Linked DNA regions of Mus musculus: all the other regions are linked to region 2. A link is a contact called in public HiCAR-type, HiChIP or PLAC-seq and promoter capture Hi-C data. All regions are on one chromosome and are shown on one strand. The core of a region is the stretch at or near the end of the contact, and the rest is flanking DNA. Distances in the headings are between cores, read along the strand shown.

The links. Promoter capture Hi-C pulls out the DNA fragments that hold promoters and counts their contacts. HiCAR-type assays count read pairs that join an accessible place to other places. HiChIP or PLAC-seq counts read pairs in DNA pulled down with a chosen protein or histone mark.
Region 1: a contact with region 2 is called in a HiCAR-type map of astrocytes, with 3 times the contacts expected there. The contact joins the enhancer-like site here to the promoter of Lypd1 in region 2. A contact is called at or near these places in 5 of 39 promoter capture datasets (the 3T3-L1 cell line, embryonic stem cells, hippocampal neurons and 2 more), 5 of 115 datasets of contacts at active chromatin or transcription factors (astrocytes, embryonic basal ganglia, embryonic forebrain and 2 more) and 1 of 9 other capture datasets (adipose tissue).
Region 3: an H3K4me3 HiChIP or PLAC-seq map of forebrain shows a contact between it and region 2, with 6 times the contacts expected there. The contact joins the enhancer-like site here to the promoter of Lypd1 in region 2. A contact is called at or near these places in 1 of 39 promoter capture datasets (hippocampal neurons), 1 of 484 Hi-C or Micro-C datasets (the G1E-ER4 cell line), 7 of 115 datasets of contacts at active chromatin or transcription factors (astrocytes, embryonic basal ganglia, embryonic forebrain and 4 more) and 2 of 9 other capture datasets (liver and pancreatic islet).
Region 4: a promoter capture Hi-C map of embryonic stem cells shows a contact between it and region 2, with 2.7 times the contacts expected there. The contact joins the promoter of Nckap5 here to the promoter of Lypd1 in region 2. A contact is called at or near these places in 18 of 39 promoter capture datasets (the 3T3-L1 cell line, 3T3-L1-derived adipocytes, HPC-7-derived erythroid cells and 10 more) and 3 of 115 datasets of contacts at active chromatin or transcription factors (astrocytes, embryonic forebrain and embryonic hindbrain).

Annotation. Positions count from the first base shown.
Region 1 is chr1:126,483,322-126,487,047 of GRCm38.p6, reverse strand. The region is part of intron 3 of Nckap5 (NCK-associated protein 5); the gene reads left to right. Among named protein-coding and RNA genes, the nearest start is that of Nckap5, 350 kb to the left of the region's middle. Within about 2 kb of position 2,232, at least 35 of the 459 cell types and tissues checked have an H3K27ac peak or open chromatin away from gene starts, as enhancers often do. A contact at or near this core is called in astrocytes, where this site is marked.
Region 2 is chr1:125,910,066-125,913,891 of GRCm38.p6, reverse strand. It overlaps Lypd1 (Ly6/Plaur domain containing 1), which reads left to right and starts at 1,678. Exons shown (of 3, transcript NM_145100.4): 1 at 1,678-2,053; 2 at 3,364-3,501. The coding sequence starts at 2,002. It overlaps Nckap5 (NCK-associated protein 5), which reads left to right. Exons shown (of 17, transcript NM_001081756.1): 17 at 1-256.
Region 3 is chr1:126,735,765-126,739,743 of GRCm38.p6, reverse strand. The region is part of intron 1 of Nckap5 (NCK-associated protein 5); the gene reads left to right. Among named protein-coding and RNA genes, the nearest start is that of Nckap5, 93 kb to the left of the region's middle. Within about 2 kb of position 1,948, at least 33 of the 459 cell types and tissues checked have an H3K27ac peak or open chromatin away from gene starts, as enhancers often do. A contact at or near this core is called in embryonic basal ganglia, embryonic forebrain and forebrain, where this site is marked.
Region 4 is chr1:126,828,668-126,832,085 of GRCm38.p6, reverse strand. It overlaps Nckap5 (NCK-associated protein 5), which reads left to right and starts at 1,454. Exons shown (of 17, transcript NM_001081756.1): 1 at 1,454-1,769.

The DNA of each region.
Region 1 (3,726 bases), core at 983-3,482, 570 kb before region 2:
GAAGTGTGACACTCAGTTCAGAGAGAGACAGCTTCGGCATGTTTGGCGTCTTGGCTCAGAAACTCTGGACCTGTTGCTTGATAAGAGAGCTGTTAATAGTTATGAAGGCATCTAGCCTAGTTTGTGAGTCACACACGCCCCCATGCAGTGGGGATCATCTTAAGGAGACCCAACCTGATTCCTCTACCCACTCAATGATAATATGAGATGAGGTGGAGGCATGCTTTGGTAAATGGCTGTTTCAGCAGAAGGTTCTAGACACTGACTTCCACAGGCAACAGGTAAGACACGGATTTCTATCTATAGACATTGGACACTAGGTTACTAGAATTCTTTGCCTGTTTGGAGCTGGCAGAGAGAGGCAGCTTCTGAGATTGTTTGCTCTGCCCTTGGAAACCTGTGCTGGAAAATGAGGTGAGTGAACTCACATCCACAGAGGGGTAGGAAAATGTGTTTCATTTTTCGCCTAAATTGGTGGCAGGGCAGAAGAAACATGTCACTAAAGGCCAAAGGAGACGACTCCCAGGAGAAATGTTCCCTGCAAAACCCCTGTGGTCTGACAGTTCCTGAGCTGCAGAGGTGGCCCAGCTTCAGTAGGAATGAGGGCGAGGGGCAGGCATGTGGCTTGCCAGTGTCCTTGCTGTGGTGACTGCTTGGTGGTGACAGAAAGAGGTCCCTGAAAATGGAAGTGCACCATCTCTCCTTCCTATGCTGCTCACTGGCATGGTCACATTCGCACAGATGAAAGCGGTGGGCATACATGTCCGTGTGTGTGTCTGAGAGCAGAGGAGGACATCAGGTGGTCTGCTCCATCCCATTCCAACCGTCTTACTGAATCTGGGGATAGGCTGTTGGCTGGCAAACCCTAGGAGTAATCCTCCTGTCTCTACCCTGCACAGCACTGGGATCCCAGCAGTGAAAGTACTCACACCTGGCTTTGTACATACAGGGTGGGGATTCACACTCAGGTCCCATGGTACTTGCACACCAGTAGTTTCCCACACTGAGCCAACTCTCCAACCCCAGGGCCCATGAAATATCTTCTTCCTAAATAAAACGTTGTACTGGATTATGGTTAGACATCATGCGGCTTGCTGATCCTTTAATCTGGATATGAGAAAACCATTCAAACACAGAAAGTGCAGTTTATTGTTTATGCAACCAAAATACACATGTGTAGCATGCCTGGTCTTTATTGTATGAAAAAGCAATGGCCTCTGAAAAGGGTAAGTTAAGCACACAGCTTTCAGAGCTGGGGAGATGGCTCGGTGGGCAAACCTGCCGACATAAGTTCAGATACTCAGTGCCCAGGTAAAGTAGCACATTCCTGTAACCATGGGGCTGTGGGGGAGAGAGGCAGAGGCCTCTTGCTGACTGGCCATTCATTCTAGCCTAAAAAATGTGCTTTAGCTTCAGGCTCACTGACTGAAAGACACCATCTCAGAAAACAAACAAACAAACAAACAAACAAACAAACATGGTGGAGGGCAGTTGATTAAGCTATCTGACAGAGACGCCCTGTCTAAATATGCATATATAGGTGTGTGCTCACTCACTCACACTTGTATACACACACATATAGCTCTGTCCTCCGACTCTTCCTATTTCCTTATGTATGTATGTATGTATGTATGTGTGTGTGTGTGTGTATACACACACACACACACGCGCACACACACACATATATATGTATGTATATATATGTATGAATATATGTATGTATTAATGTGTATATGTATGCATGCATGCATGTATGTATGTATGTGTGTATGTATGTATATATCAGTATGTATCACACCTGAAGTTGACCTCTGACTTCCACATATAAACACTTGTCCTTGCTCTCACGTGTACACACAAATACACAAAACAGTGTTAGAGACCACATACATGTGTCAGTTTTCCGTCCCCCTGTTTGAGGGGGCTAGGAGCAGATGCTTGCCGTCAGGCTTCTAAAAGTCCATGTGAGACGATGTGTTTCCAAGTCAGTGCTTTTCCACTGACGAAGTGCCCAGCAGAGCCAGCTGTCCTTGGTGCCCAAGGAGCCTGTGGCCTCGTCCTCAGCTGCCCCTTCATGTTTCGGCAGGCGTGCCTGGCACAGTTTCTCACATGCCTGAAGTGGTGTCTGTGCCCAGGCTGTTGGCATGGTGGGTGCCAGGGATAAGTAAAGCACAGGGTTCAGCCATCCAGAGACCCATCTAGTGGTCACTGTGATGTGGCTACCCTGCCTTGCCTGTTCCTGCCTGCTTCTGGGCTTTTGGCCAGCTGCTTCTGTCCTAGGTCAAGGCCCTGCTATGCTCAGGCCCTGGCAGCTGTCTCTGCGTGACTGCCTCTTGTGTTTTCATGAGATATTTCTCTGCTTTCATTCCCTCCCTTGAAGTGCTGCTCAATGCTTAGATGGTTAGATATTCTCTCTCTCTCTCTCTCTCTCTCTCTGCATGTGTGTGTAATATATATTGTAAACACACAGAGAATTATGTATGTAGTTTTGATTTTTTTATACACACACACACACATTTATATATAGTCCCTCCTTTCAACAAGACCCATGCCCTGTACTTCTCTACCAACATACTGCCTTTTTTTTTTTAAAGTCTATTAAGTCTAATTAATGTGGGTGGTATGCACCTGAGTCTTGGGCCATCCACTGGAATATGGTTGACCTACCAGGAGCTACATCTGGAAGAAAACTGAATTATTGCTTCCCTTCCCTTCCCTTTCCCAGTAGCCCTCAGCTGTCACTATCAACTGACCTAGGAGTGGGGTCTTATGAGCTCTTCCATGTTCCACTGCACCAGCATGTATGGGGAATCTTGTACAGTTCTTGTGTAGGCCAACAACAGCCTATGTGAGTCTGCATGTGCAATGTGCTATCATTTGCAGAAGACACTGTTTCCCAGTCCTTCCCAAGTGCTGTCTCTCACAACCTTTCTTACCCTCCTTCGAAATGTTTGGAGGGAAGTGTAAAGTAGATGTCGCCTATAGGGCTGAGCCCATGGAGACAGTGTCCAGCTGGTCCTGATTGTTAACTGACTGTAGAGCGAGTAAGTGAGTGAATCCTCCCTAAAGATTTGCTAGGGTAGACTGGAGAGAGATGGAGGAAGCAAGGCTGGGATGGAGGCTGCATGGGGGAGGGGAGTGTTCAGAGCTCTCTGTGAGGACATGCGGGCTTCCAGTGCAGGTCCTAGCAATTGGTTACAAACTCTGTGCCTCTGAGCAACACATCAGCATTATCTCACTTCTAGAAATCAGAAGGTCAAGCATAAAGTTGTGGGCAGGGCCACATTCTTTCTGAGAGCTTCAGGGACACAGGAGATTTTCCTACAGTTAATAGACTGCGCCAGTGCCTTGTTGTGTGGCTCTTCCAGCAATAATGTCCCTCTGACCTATGCCTCTGTCTGAACAGCTTCAGTGGCTGGGACTCATCTGAGTCCCCTCTAAAGACCCTGATGATGACATCAAGCCAACCCAGGTAACCCATAAGAAGCTCTCTCTTGAGATTCTTCATTATGTTTTTCAAGTCTTTCTTGGTATGTGAGATTGCAAACTCATAGTTGCAGGGGATTAGGATATAGGCATGTGGGGTGCAGGAGAAGGGAGGAAGCATTCTGACACATTATTTTAATGAATGAGAATAAATCATAGAGGATAATATAGGAACGTGGAGGATAATATGTGAATGTGGATTAGTTGAGGTGAGCCCTTGAAAGCTGAATGACAGTCTTG
Region 2 (3,826 bases), core at 429-2,928:
TTTATAATTCCTTCTGTACAGAAGCCTACAGACCAGGCAGACTAGAGCTATGTTTAGGATTTGTGTGGTTACCTTAGAACACTTGTATCTTTATAGAGTATTGTATGACCAGTGTTATTGTATTTGTGCAATTTGTTGTATTTGGATTTCATTACCTTAAATTCAAGCTGCGTGTAAAGTATCCTCCTTGTCTTTAGAAAAAATTCTTTTGTTTCATTTCATTTTGGAATAAAGGTCTTATCACAATTACACCCTATAAGAGCAGAAAAGAACTTTGTTCAGGGAGAGGTTGGTCCCGTGATTATTATAATTATGTCTCACGCTTGCTCTGTGGAGAGGTTTCCCTGAAAGAATAAATAAGCCAACCCTCTTGCTACTGTAATAGTAATTCGAACAATTGTTAAGATCCACACTTCAGACAAGCGAGTAATGGGCAAAGCATCCTTGTCTCCCCAAGGAGTTAACCAGCTAGAAATGAGGGGGAGGGGTGGGGGAGAATGAGCCTGAGGCAGCTATGGACCGATCTCTGCAAAGGAATTACAAGAAAGTCATTTATGCCTCTTTCAAACCTGCTCTGCTGGCAGGGTAGGGACATAAATGATCACATCCCAGCTGAGAGACCACTTCCCCTCGGGAGACCTCACAGGAGAGGGGTGATGCTTAGCCACGGGTTTCCACCGAATCTCCCAAATCCCAAATCAGGGGTGGGGGTGGGTGGAAATGCGCGGGGGTTGTGGGCGGGGGCACCAAGAGCTGCGACTGCCTGCTCTGTGCACAGCACAGTCTTCCACAAAGCTCCACCAGGAAGGCAAAATAACACCGTGGTGTCCCGGGAATACGCAAGGTGGGTCACTTAGAATTGTCAGAAAGGGGAGTAGTGGAGGAGGGAGGCAGCCTATGGCCAATTGGCCATGCTTTAGCGCTGTAAGGAGTGTATACCCATAGCTGGTGGCTTGGGGGAGCAGTCAGACCCATTTGCTTTTCAGTGAGAGCACAGATCCGGGTGTCCACTCCCCAGGTAGCTTTATTTCTGGGCTAGGAGACCGAGGCTGAGTCAATGCATCCCCCTGCGGTGCATGCAAGCAGGTGAGGAGATGGTGGTTGGGCTAAGCGAGCTAGCTGCGGTAGGGTCACCATCGTACTCGCAGGCATTCTGCTGGAAGACCCAGGTGGCCAGTGAGGTGGGTTTCTCTCAGGAAGAGGCGCGGCTGCGTCGGACACCCCAGGGAACTCGCTGCTCCGCAACTTTGCCAGGTGCTCAGAAACAGCCCTTCGCTTTATCCAGGGCAGTCACCCAGAGGGCCAGGGGGCAGCGAGTGATAGAAGACGCCGGGCTGGGTGGGCGAGACCCAATTGCAAGGGTACTGTTAGCACCGAAAGGGAACATAACACCTGGAAGGGAAGGGTACCGCAGCCTAGCACTCGGGTCTCCGAGTTCGCATAGGACAGGTCCTGATGGCACCTGCTGCGCCCTAGTCACCTCCTTATTCCTAACCTCTGTCAACACTACTCCCGAACCCAGCAGGCGCTCCTTTCCAAGGAACTAGAGGAGGTAGGCTAAAAGGGTGGCAGAAAGGGGTGGGGACAGTAGAGAGACAGTCCCAGCCTTCCCCGCCCTCCACCCCCACCACAACTCAGCAGCCGTCACGTGGTACCCGGAGTGGGAGGGGTGGGGGCAGAAGAGGCGAGACTTTTTTGGGTGCTCCGGATCGCCAGTAGTTCTTCAAGCCTCAGCAGCCAACTCCTCCGGAGGCGCTGCGCTCCGCCCCAGGGAGCGCGAATCCAAGGAGCCTGGGACCAGCCTCTGGGAGCCCCCGGCGCGGGCGATGCGGGCGCCGCGGGCGACACCTGCGGCTCCTCTCGGTGGCAGCCGTCGCTTGGGCGGCAGCAGCGCGAGCCTCGGCAGCCTCGGCAGCTACTGTCGCCGCGGCCAGAACAGCCTCCGCTGCGGTCGTGGTCTCTGATGCTCTTGCCCGCTCCCGGCCCTGCCGATCCGGGAGGATGTGGGTTCTCGGCATCGCAGCAACTTTTTGCGGATTGTTCTGGCTTCCAGGTAAGAAGATGAAGAGGCCAGCTGCCTGGCCAGACACGCTCCTGCTATCTCGCCAAGCGTCCCTGCTCTCAGCCCCAGTGCGCCCAGCTGTGGTCCGCGCTGCGCTGGGGCTACCCAGCGGGAGTTTGGTGCTGGAAACTGAGACCAAAGGCGCTAGACTGGGACGCTCTCCAAGTCCCGCGCTGCAGGAGAGCCGAGAGCGGCAGATTGGCGCGACTCTTGGCTGCAGCTGCGTGGGGTACACAGTCGGGGATACAGAGCTGGGATTGGGGAGGGTCCTTGAGTTGGGCGAGACAGGAAAAGGAGCGACAAGCCTCCAACCTAGTCAAGTTACCCAGTGTTTGTGGCCACCCAAGGGAGCGGCGACGCTGACAGGTGAGCGACTCGCCGGACAATCCTCTGCTGGGGGCGGGGGAGCAGCCCTTCCGGACTGAGTGAGCTAGCTGTGCTCTTCCTGCGATCGGTAGGGTGTTAGGAAGGGGCATGCGGCCCAAAGAGAAGCTCCCAGATCAGAGGAGAGCAACCAGGAAAATATGGTAAGTAACTGCTCCTGATCGCGGACTCTAAGCTATCAGAATTTTTTTCCAACAGCCATGTTTTTCAAAAAAAGGGGTCACAAGACAGGTCTAAAAGGGCTGCATTGTGGTGGTCCCTAAGCAGACGCGCACATCCAACGCAGGCACTCTCTCATTACATCCTCTCCAACCCTCAGCAGCAGCTGCCCCTGTCGCTGATCACAAGAAGGGAGCCTGAGCTGGAGGACTGAGCAGGGATACTTAGCATCCAGCACCTCCCCCCCCCCCCAGGTTGCAGGGTGGTCTCCAGGAAGCATCAGAGCCTCAGCCCATGAACGCTGACTTAAAAGATTAAATAAATAAAACCGAAAACGCGTCAGCCAATGCAATTATGAACGGTGCCAAAATAGTAATTAACCAATTTGTAGCCAATTAGTAATTAGGCTCAGACAGGAGCTCAAGCTTGTACCCCACTACTTTGATCTGGGATTTGAACTCTCACCGGTCTCTTTGCAACTTCTTGCGGAAAGGCCGGAGGGGTGTTATAGGAGCTGTTTGTGTCTAGAGAAGAAATGTAGGGTCTCTGGCAGGGCTTTATCCTCCTAGACCCTGGGAACTGATGCCGCCGCCCCCTGCTGGCTTCAGGCACCTCCAGCCTTCCTGAACATCAGGATGCAGAGCCCAGAAGCCCTTGTTGTCTGGGGCAGTACACGGTGATACCGGCCAGCCAGGATGTGCTCTGTGCAAGCCAGATCTTAACCAGTGTTTCTGAACCCCACCGCATCTGTCCCACAGGGCTGGCGCTGCAAATTCAGTGCTACCAGTGTGAAGAATTCCAGCTGAACAACGATTGCTCATCCCCTGAGTTCATCGTAAATTGCACCGTGAACGTTCAAGACATGTGTCAGAAAGAAGTGATGGAGCAAAGTGCTGGTAAGATACTCTTTCCCCCTCCGACCCCCTTGGAAGGCTGGGAAAGGAGGGTATTAAATTACAGGAAAAGATCCTGACTGATGTAACACACATGCTACTGTGTGTTACACATGCACTTGGGCACACACACACACACACACACACACACACACACACATACATATACACTCACTGGTTAGCACAGATGTACTTTTTACAGTTCTGGGGAAATGAAGAGTTGGAAGTTACTTTAAACTCATTAGGGTTAATTGCCAGGGCTTCTTCCCAGGGGACTCCTGAGAAGTTATTATAAATCAGTAGCTTTCCTTTATTTTTATCTTTATTT
Region 3 (3,979 bases), core at 699-3,198, 830 kb before region 2:
AGAGCTAGATGTGAATCATTGTTTTCCAAGGCAGGGAGACTGCTCAGTCTAAACATAGACCCCCAGCCCCAGGGATCTGCTGCCCTCCTTCCTGTCTCCACCCTTAGGGACCTCCCCTCTGCATTCTGTCCAGGATTCCCTATAGCCGTGACCCGGACATAAACAAATAAACAGCACTTACCAGACAACTGCTGCTCTTAATGACTTTCAAAGTGGGCTGGGGAGACACGCATGCAGATGGAAAAAAAAACCCTAAAAATACAAGTCAGTGTATTAAAAGCATCCAATACATATAAATAGCAAGCCTCATTGCAACAGGCCAAGGGAGGGAGGGAGGGAGGCTGGGCACTCAGGCTTCATGGAAGGGACTCTATCTCTAGGTGGAGGCTGGGGGTGGCATAAAGCAACTACAAAAGTCCTAAGAACCAGCTGAGGGAAGAGGTAGACGGGAGGGGGAAACACAGGGCAGGGAAGCCTCACTTTTATTTTGATGGTTGAAAGGGAGTGGAATTTACAGGTTTGTTGTGACATGTGACCACTATTCAACTTCATTTTATTTCTATCTTACTGCATAAAGTTGTGTGTGTGTGTGTGTGTGTGTGTGTGTGAGTGTGCTTGCATGCAGGCACATGTGTGCATGCACTCACGTGCAGGAGTGAACATGTCACCACCCTCAGAGGACAATTTTGTAGAGTCAGAAGTCGCCAGGCTTGAGGGGCAAGTGCCCTTCCTCCCGTGCTGAGCTACCTTGCTGACCCACTTTACTTTTTGTTTTATTTGACCTTTAAACTTTATTTTCTTTATATTACTTTTAAATTTCATTTAAATGTTGAGCTTTAATTGTGTTATATTTAGCTTTTAAAACTGTATTTTATTTATGATAGTGAAAATACGCATTCACTTCCCATTACAAGATCGATAATCACAGAAACCCTTCCAGCATTCTGCCCAGGAAACAAAAACAAATTGCGTTTTTGGGGGTTTTGTTTTTGTTTTTGTTTTGTTTTTGCAAACGCATACAGAATTTTGCCTTCAGATTTCTGAGGGCCCTTCCTTTTAAAATTCCAAGTTGGGAAACTTTCGTCTCAGAGTTTATCATAGAAAGTTGCAAATCAAGACACTCTGCCTGAAACCAGGTACGGAGCTCAAGGTAAGAGTTGCAAAGAAACTCTAGATGTGGCTAATCCCCGCGTACTTGTGAATCAACCAGCGGCCGCAGAGGTGGAGCAGGTGGCCGCCTTGCCTAGTGCCTCAAACTGTCCCCAAGCGCCTGTTTCTGCAGCCTATTCAGTGTCATCCGCTGGAGAGAGGATCCTCTCACTTTTTCAGAGCAGAGAAAAGCCACGCTGGGCCAACTTGACTCCATGGGGGTCACTCCATGCACGCATCACTGGAATCCGTTCCCAGACGACAGATTCATTGCAGAAGAGATCCTTTTGCCTCCCCACCCCCTCCTTTCTTTTTGACAGTCAGTTAATAAAGACTCAACAGTAAGCAGCTCCCAGTGATGTCATCTGGGACTTTGTCCACAGCGCCTGTATTTACAAGCTCGCAGCAACCACAGAGCCGCAGCCCGCGGCTTCCAGGTCTCTGCAAACTCGCCCTGGATCCCAGGCTGGACCGCTGGCTCCGTGTGGCAGATCTTCAAGAAAACCCAGACTCCTTCTTCCAAGTGTGTTTTTGAATGCTTCGCAAGTAACCAGGATCGGCAGGAGCACAGCGCTGGAGAGAAACTGTGGGAGCTTTGCAGTTCCTGGCTCCGGGACCTTGTGATTTCCATTCACCAAAGGAAAGAACTCACTCCAAGTAAGACTCCTGGGATTTAACAAAAACAAACAAGCAAAACAAAACAAAACAAACAAAGCAAAGATCTTGTAACCCTTTCCCTCTGATGTTTCTCGCTTGCTTTCCGTTTAAAAGGAGATGCTGTTTATGTATTACTGCAGGCTCTCTTGAAGCCACAAGTATGCATTTGTTCAGAGTAATTATAGCCCTCTCAACTCAGGGTTTGGTGGGGAAGGAAGCTAGCTGCTAACAGGACTGGGAATTCAGAAGCCGGTACCCCTGCTCCTAAACTACCCCTGCTCCTAAACTAATCCTCCGCTTTTGCAGTGGGTGGGTAGTGGGCGGTTTGCTGTTTTCTGTTTTAAAACAAATGCCAGCAAAATAGTTAGGTCGACCTTGGAAGGTTGGAAGGAAATTCTAAGACTTTAAAAAACTGAATGTAAGTGTGTTCTTGGAGAGAGACACCTGCTTCCTCTAGGACTCTTTTTGTGGGTTATAGATTTTAATGTGAGCATGCTGGTTTTCAGTTCATCCCATGCAACTGTAACTTCCCCTTAGTAATAGTCTCCTCTCTCTCTCTCTCTCTCTCTCTCTCCTCTGGCAACTTTTCTTTCCTCTTCTTTTTTTTCCCTGCCTTCTTTTTTCTCCCTTTCTCTTCTGTTTCTCCTTGTTCCCCTTCCCCCCCACTTCATTCATTTTCCACCACCTCAGTACTGGAAACTACTCTGGAACTCATTTCTGGCTATCCTGGCCCCTTCCCCTAGTGTTCCATGGAGAAACGGTGGGTGCTCTGATGGACTCACTGAGTGAGCATGCCCAGTTCATGTCCCACTGTCAAAGTATAACTTGGACACCACTGTCCGTGGCAGTATCTTTGCCTCATCTTTCTTTCTCCTCAAAGCTCTTTAAACTTTTCAGACATTCTCTGGGGTTTCAGCAGAGAGAGTGTATAGGATGCTGCCAATCCAGGCAGGGTTTCCCTCCTAACTCAGCCTGCAAGGGGCACACAGCTCAGTAACCAATCTCGCCTGGAAGTTCTGCTTAGGTGTCCTGTGAACTTGCCTCGCAGGGGTTTCCTGCTCTGTACTTGCAGCTCAGACTCTTGCTCCTAGCAAATCTCAGCTGACTGATGCCCTCCACCCTCCGCCCCTGACAGCTCAGGACTGACTGGCAAGAAGTGGCTCTTGGCTTGTTAGCTCCTGCAGGAGAACCCCATGACTCATTCTGTGAGACTGACTTTCTCCTGAATTCAGGTGCTCTGTCAGCACCCCCAGGAGCCTGTGAAGTGACAGCCTTCATGTCTTTCCTCTGGGCAGTCAATAGGGAAAGGTCTTAGCAATCTTTGGCTGTTTTCTATGGAATCCTACCCACCTCCTGCCTTCTTAGCAGCTCCCAGGTTCTCCATCAGACCATGCTCAGCTTGTATGTATTATGACCCTGTATTCTTTGTAGAACTGTGTTTACATCAAAGAATCTGCTACTAAACATTGTTCAATACCTGATCTTCTCCCCTTAATGAGGCTAGGTTTCATATAGCCTTGAACACCACATGTAGCCAAGGCTGGCCTTGAATTTCTGATCCTTCTACCTTCACCCCCTCCACCCTCAAATTGTAGACATGTACCATCAGGCTAGACTTATGAGGTACAGGAGATTGAACCAGAGCTTCCTGAATGCTAGGCAACTACTCTACCAACCAAACTACATTCAGCTCCAGAAGAAAACTGTGGCATAAGAAATCACTTGCCCAAAGGCCTCCAACAGAGCTCTGCTGGAGAATGTACTAGAATCTGAATCCCACACTTAGTCTGGCATGCATACTAGCATGTCACTTTTCAAGTTCTTGACAATTAGAACAGAAACAAGATCCACAGGTGTACGGTACCCGTGCCTTCTTGGAGGAACGGGGCTCTGCGCAGGTGTACAGATAAAGGTGGCCCAGCAAAGAGAACAGTCCTGTTTTGGTTTTGGCTCTGGTTGCATGTCTTTAACGCCTCTGCTCCTTATCGTTTAGCTAATGAACTGAGGGAAGCCCTGGGATTATTTTAGTGGCTGGCCCAAAGGCAAGAAGGGCAGCCGTAGCAGTTGAAAAAGTCCAGACTGTTTTGCTCAGAGCATGCTGGAATATCTATATTGATTCCCGAGTCTCATACTATTCCTGACCAACCTCTAAGTCTTAAACTTCCTTTGGAGT
Region 4 (3,418 bases), core at 205-2,704, 920 kb before region 2:
GAAAGGCAGAGTAATGAATGTATGTGTCAGTGTTTCCTGGCTCACATTTTCCATTGGAGAAGAATACTTGGGGTGCTTGCCTCGTTCTAGGTACCCCACTAAAGGCAGGTGCTCTGAAGGAGGGAGGTCATTAGGGCAACCCAGAAAGCCTGGGATTTTTTAATCTGTAAGCCCACTTGAGATATACCAATAAATCAGCCTCCTGGAAAATCAGCAGTCTAGAAAAAATGTGAAGGCTCTTCCATTTATCTCTTGTTTTATCTGACTTATGGTTTGCTTTGTTATTCTATTTTTTGAGACATTTATGCATAAGTGTTTGTTATCTACTGTTTAATGTCATAATCTGCCTAAGCTATCATTTTTTTGAGTAACATTTTTTGTATGTATATGTGAGAGAGAGTTCACACTCGCACTTGTGTGAGTATATGCATGCCCATATATATATGCATATATATATGCAGAGGCCAGAGAAGGAAGCTGGGAGCTCTCCTGTACCTCTTTCTGCTTTCATCTCGTGACATGGGGCAGCCAGCAAGCCCCAGCTACCCTCCTACTGAGATTAGAGGTGTACAGAACCACACACGGCTTTTTATGTGTCTTCTAAGGATTTGAACCCAGGTCCTATTGCTTGCCTAGCAAATGGTCTGACCCATCCAAGCGATCTCCTAGACTCTTCTTCACTTGTAATATTTTAAATTCTAATCAGGCTTATAAACACTGTGCGCTGATGATTATCTATTTGGATTCACGGAGAATTTATTTGAAGCTGGATCTAGCTGAGAGGTCACCAAGAAAGAAAGAACTTGAATAACTGTCTTTCACTCGGGAAAATATCTAGTGTGGGTTCTGGCTAATGAATGAGGGTGGAAAAGTGCTATGCATCTCAGGGGCTCTTTGAAAGTGAAAATTACTTGATTTAGCTTTTCAGGAAAACCAAATTATGCATATGTCCCTCCTGTAAGGCTGTACAAAATCAATGTTTGTAGAGAGCAGAACAGGGGCCGTAATAAGTCACCCCTTTCAGAAAGTACTCCCCTACCTGCAGGGATTCCCGCCCCCTTCGTTTTGGCTTTTTTTAGATGAATGAAGAATTTTCTCCACAAATTATTAATTATTCCATCTTGGCTATAGAACTCCGTTCCTTGTAGTTCAGTAGGAGTCAGTGCTATTCAAACTGCCGCTTTTGATGAAGTAATCGTCCGCTTCTGGGGCCTCTTTTCAGCTGCCCTGGGCGTGCGTCCCATGTAAACGACTGCCAAATAGATTCTTTCGACATTCCAGCCAATTAAAATACATTTAAAGTGCAGCTGGTGGAAAGGCAAGCCGGGCGATCCCGATCACGAGGAGAACTTCGGGGCAGTGAGATAGAAAAACAAACTTTGGGGCTCCCACGAGGCAGCGGAGAAGTCAGAAAAGGGAGCTAGCTACCTCTCACGCTACCCTCCAACCAGAGATGACACCTGGATCCCCACCTTAAAAGACACCAAGGAGGGAAGCCTGCTTGGGAGGGTGTGAGTTTTTCCTCTCTCTTGTTGCCTGTGGAAGCTGAGTGTTGGCTCGGTGCCCGGTGTGGTACTGCATTCAAACGCCCGCAGAACACAGGCGTGTTTGTTAAGCAAGCCAGTGATCAAAAACTCCTACAGGAAGATCCGAGAACCCCCCAGGAGCCCTCCTGGGTAGCACTAGGACTTTGGATGGAATGAGACAGAACCCCGGAGCAGGCTAACGGTGGCGGAGCAACCAGCTGGCCTGTCTGCTATGCCTTTTAGGTAAGGATAGAACTTTTCTTTGCTTCGCTTTTTGTCCCACTGCGTGTGGACTTTGATGTGGAGAATTAAGGTTACTGTGCTCAGCAGGAGCAGTGCAGTGGTCTGGACTTCTGATTTGCAGGTCTGCGTGATTTTTCTGGAGGACTCCGAGGAGGAGCCACTCAGTGTAAATACATCCAGGCATCGCTCAGCACGTGCAGGCTGCGTTGGCACTCACCATGGTGCCTTTGCGCGTGTGGCTCCCTGCTATTTTCTTCCGGTGCTTGCTTTGCGAGAATCCAGGTGTGTGGGGTTTCACAGTGAATTGCTTCCTCCTCGGAACCTGTAATTGCTGTCTAATGCCTGTTTGAGTTTTAGTTCCCATTTCTTGTCGCTGTTGTCTCCTTCCTGTGGTACCAGCGCCACACCTGTACAATCGAGCAAAGTTTACTTGGTTCTCTCTCTCTCTCTCTCTCTCTCTCTCTCTCTCTCTCTCTCTCTCTCTCTCTCTCTCTCTCTCTCTCTCTCTCCCCCTCCCTCCCTCCCTCCCTCCCTCCCTCCCTCCCTCCCTCCCTCCCTCCCTCCCTCCCTCGCTAATATCCAAACAAACCTAAGCATTTTGCTTTCCTAAAGAAAAGCCAAAATGTTTGGAAATGTCTTGGTAAATCTTGATTCTTTTTTCTGCTTCTGGAGTTGTTCCTTCACGGGCTTTCAGTTCAAGCTTTTCTTGGGCTTCAAGGAAACAGGTACAGCCCTGATATCTTGGCGCTGCTGTTCAGTCAGCTCCCAGCTCAGGGGTCCCAAGCTCCTGCCCAGTTCATACAGCTGAGAACACCAAGCAGATGTATAATTGAGCACTGGGCATCAATTCCTACCCACCAGTTGCCAGATGAAAGATGTTCAAGGATCTTGACTGTTTCCTATCTCTGGTTGTCATGGTTGGCTCATTCTGGCTTTGACTTTGTTCGCCGTGAACAAAGAATCTCGCACGTTTCACGGTGAGGGATTGTGTTGCAGAGACCTGAGCGCTGCTAAATGTGCTTTATTAATCTCTAACGTGCCAGTAGCTCAGAGCCCATGCCAAGTAGAGACTTTCCAAATTTTTTGGAGCTACCTGCTGCCAAGATAAACAGCGGTTGGCCCCAGGAGGGGTATTTTAAGGGATCTTGCAACAGCAAAGTTTTACCCATTAAGAGTGGCGAAAGTCAATGAAGGAAATACTGAATAGAAGAAGTTTCAGGGAAAAACCTGACTCAGCTCTCTACCCATTGAATGGACCCAGTGGAGAGAGTCCATCCTCTCATGAACAAAGGACTCTGGGTTTCCTGTGGGCAGGCAGTGACTTTGCTATATGTACACATAGAGCTCTGTTTATGATAGAGGTGAATGGAGACATTCGTGAACACAGATACTTTCCCTGCCTGTGGCAGTGCCAGAACTTGGAGGGAAAACACGGCTTCGTGTGACCTGTGCCTGTCCCATACAATGATTCCACCCTCCACCCCCAACAAACACACACAGAAGTCCATATGGACCCAAATGCAACTTTGTGTTGAATCATGGGAAGAAAGACCTTGGGCAATAGAATGGTAAGGTAATCTACGGCTCAGTTGGCAGGTCCCTGAGAGTGAATGGCTTCTCCAGACTCTGAGTTACTCACCAGAGCAGAA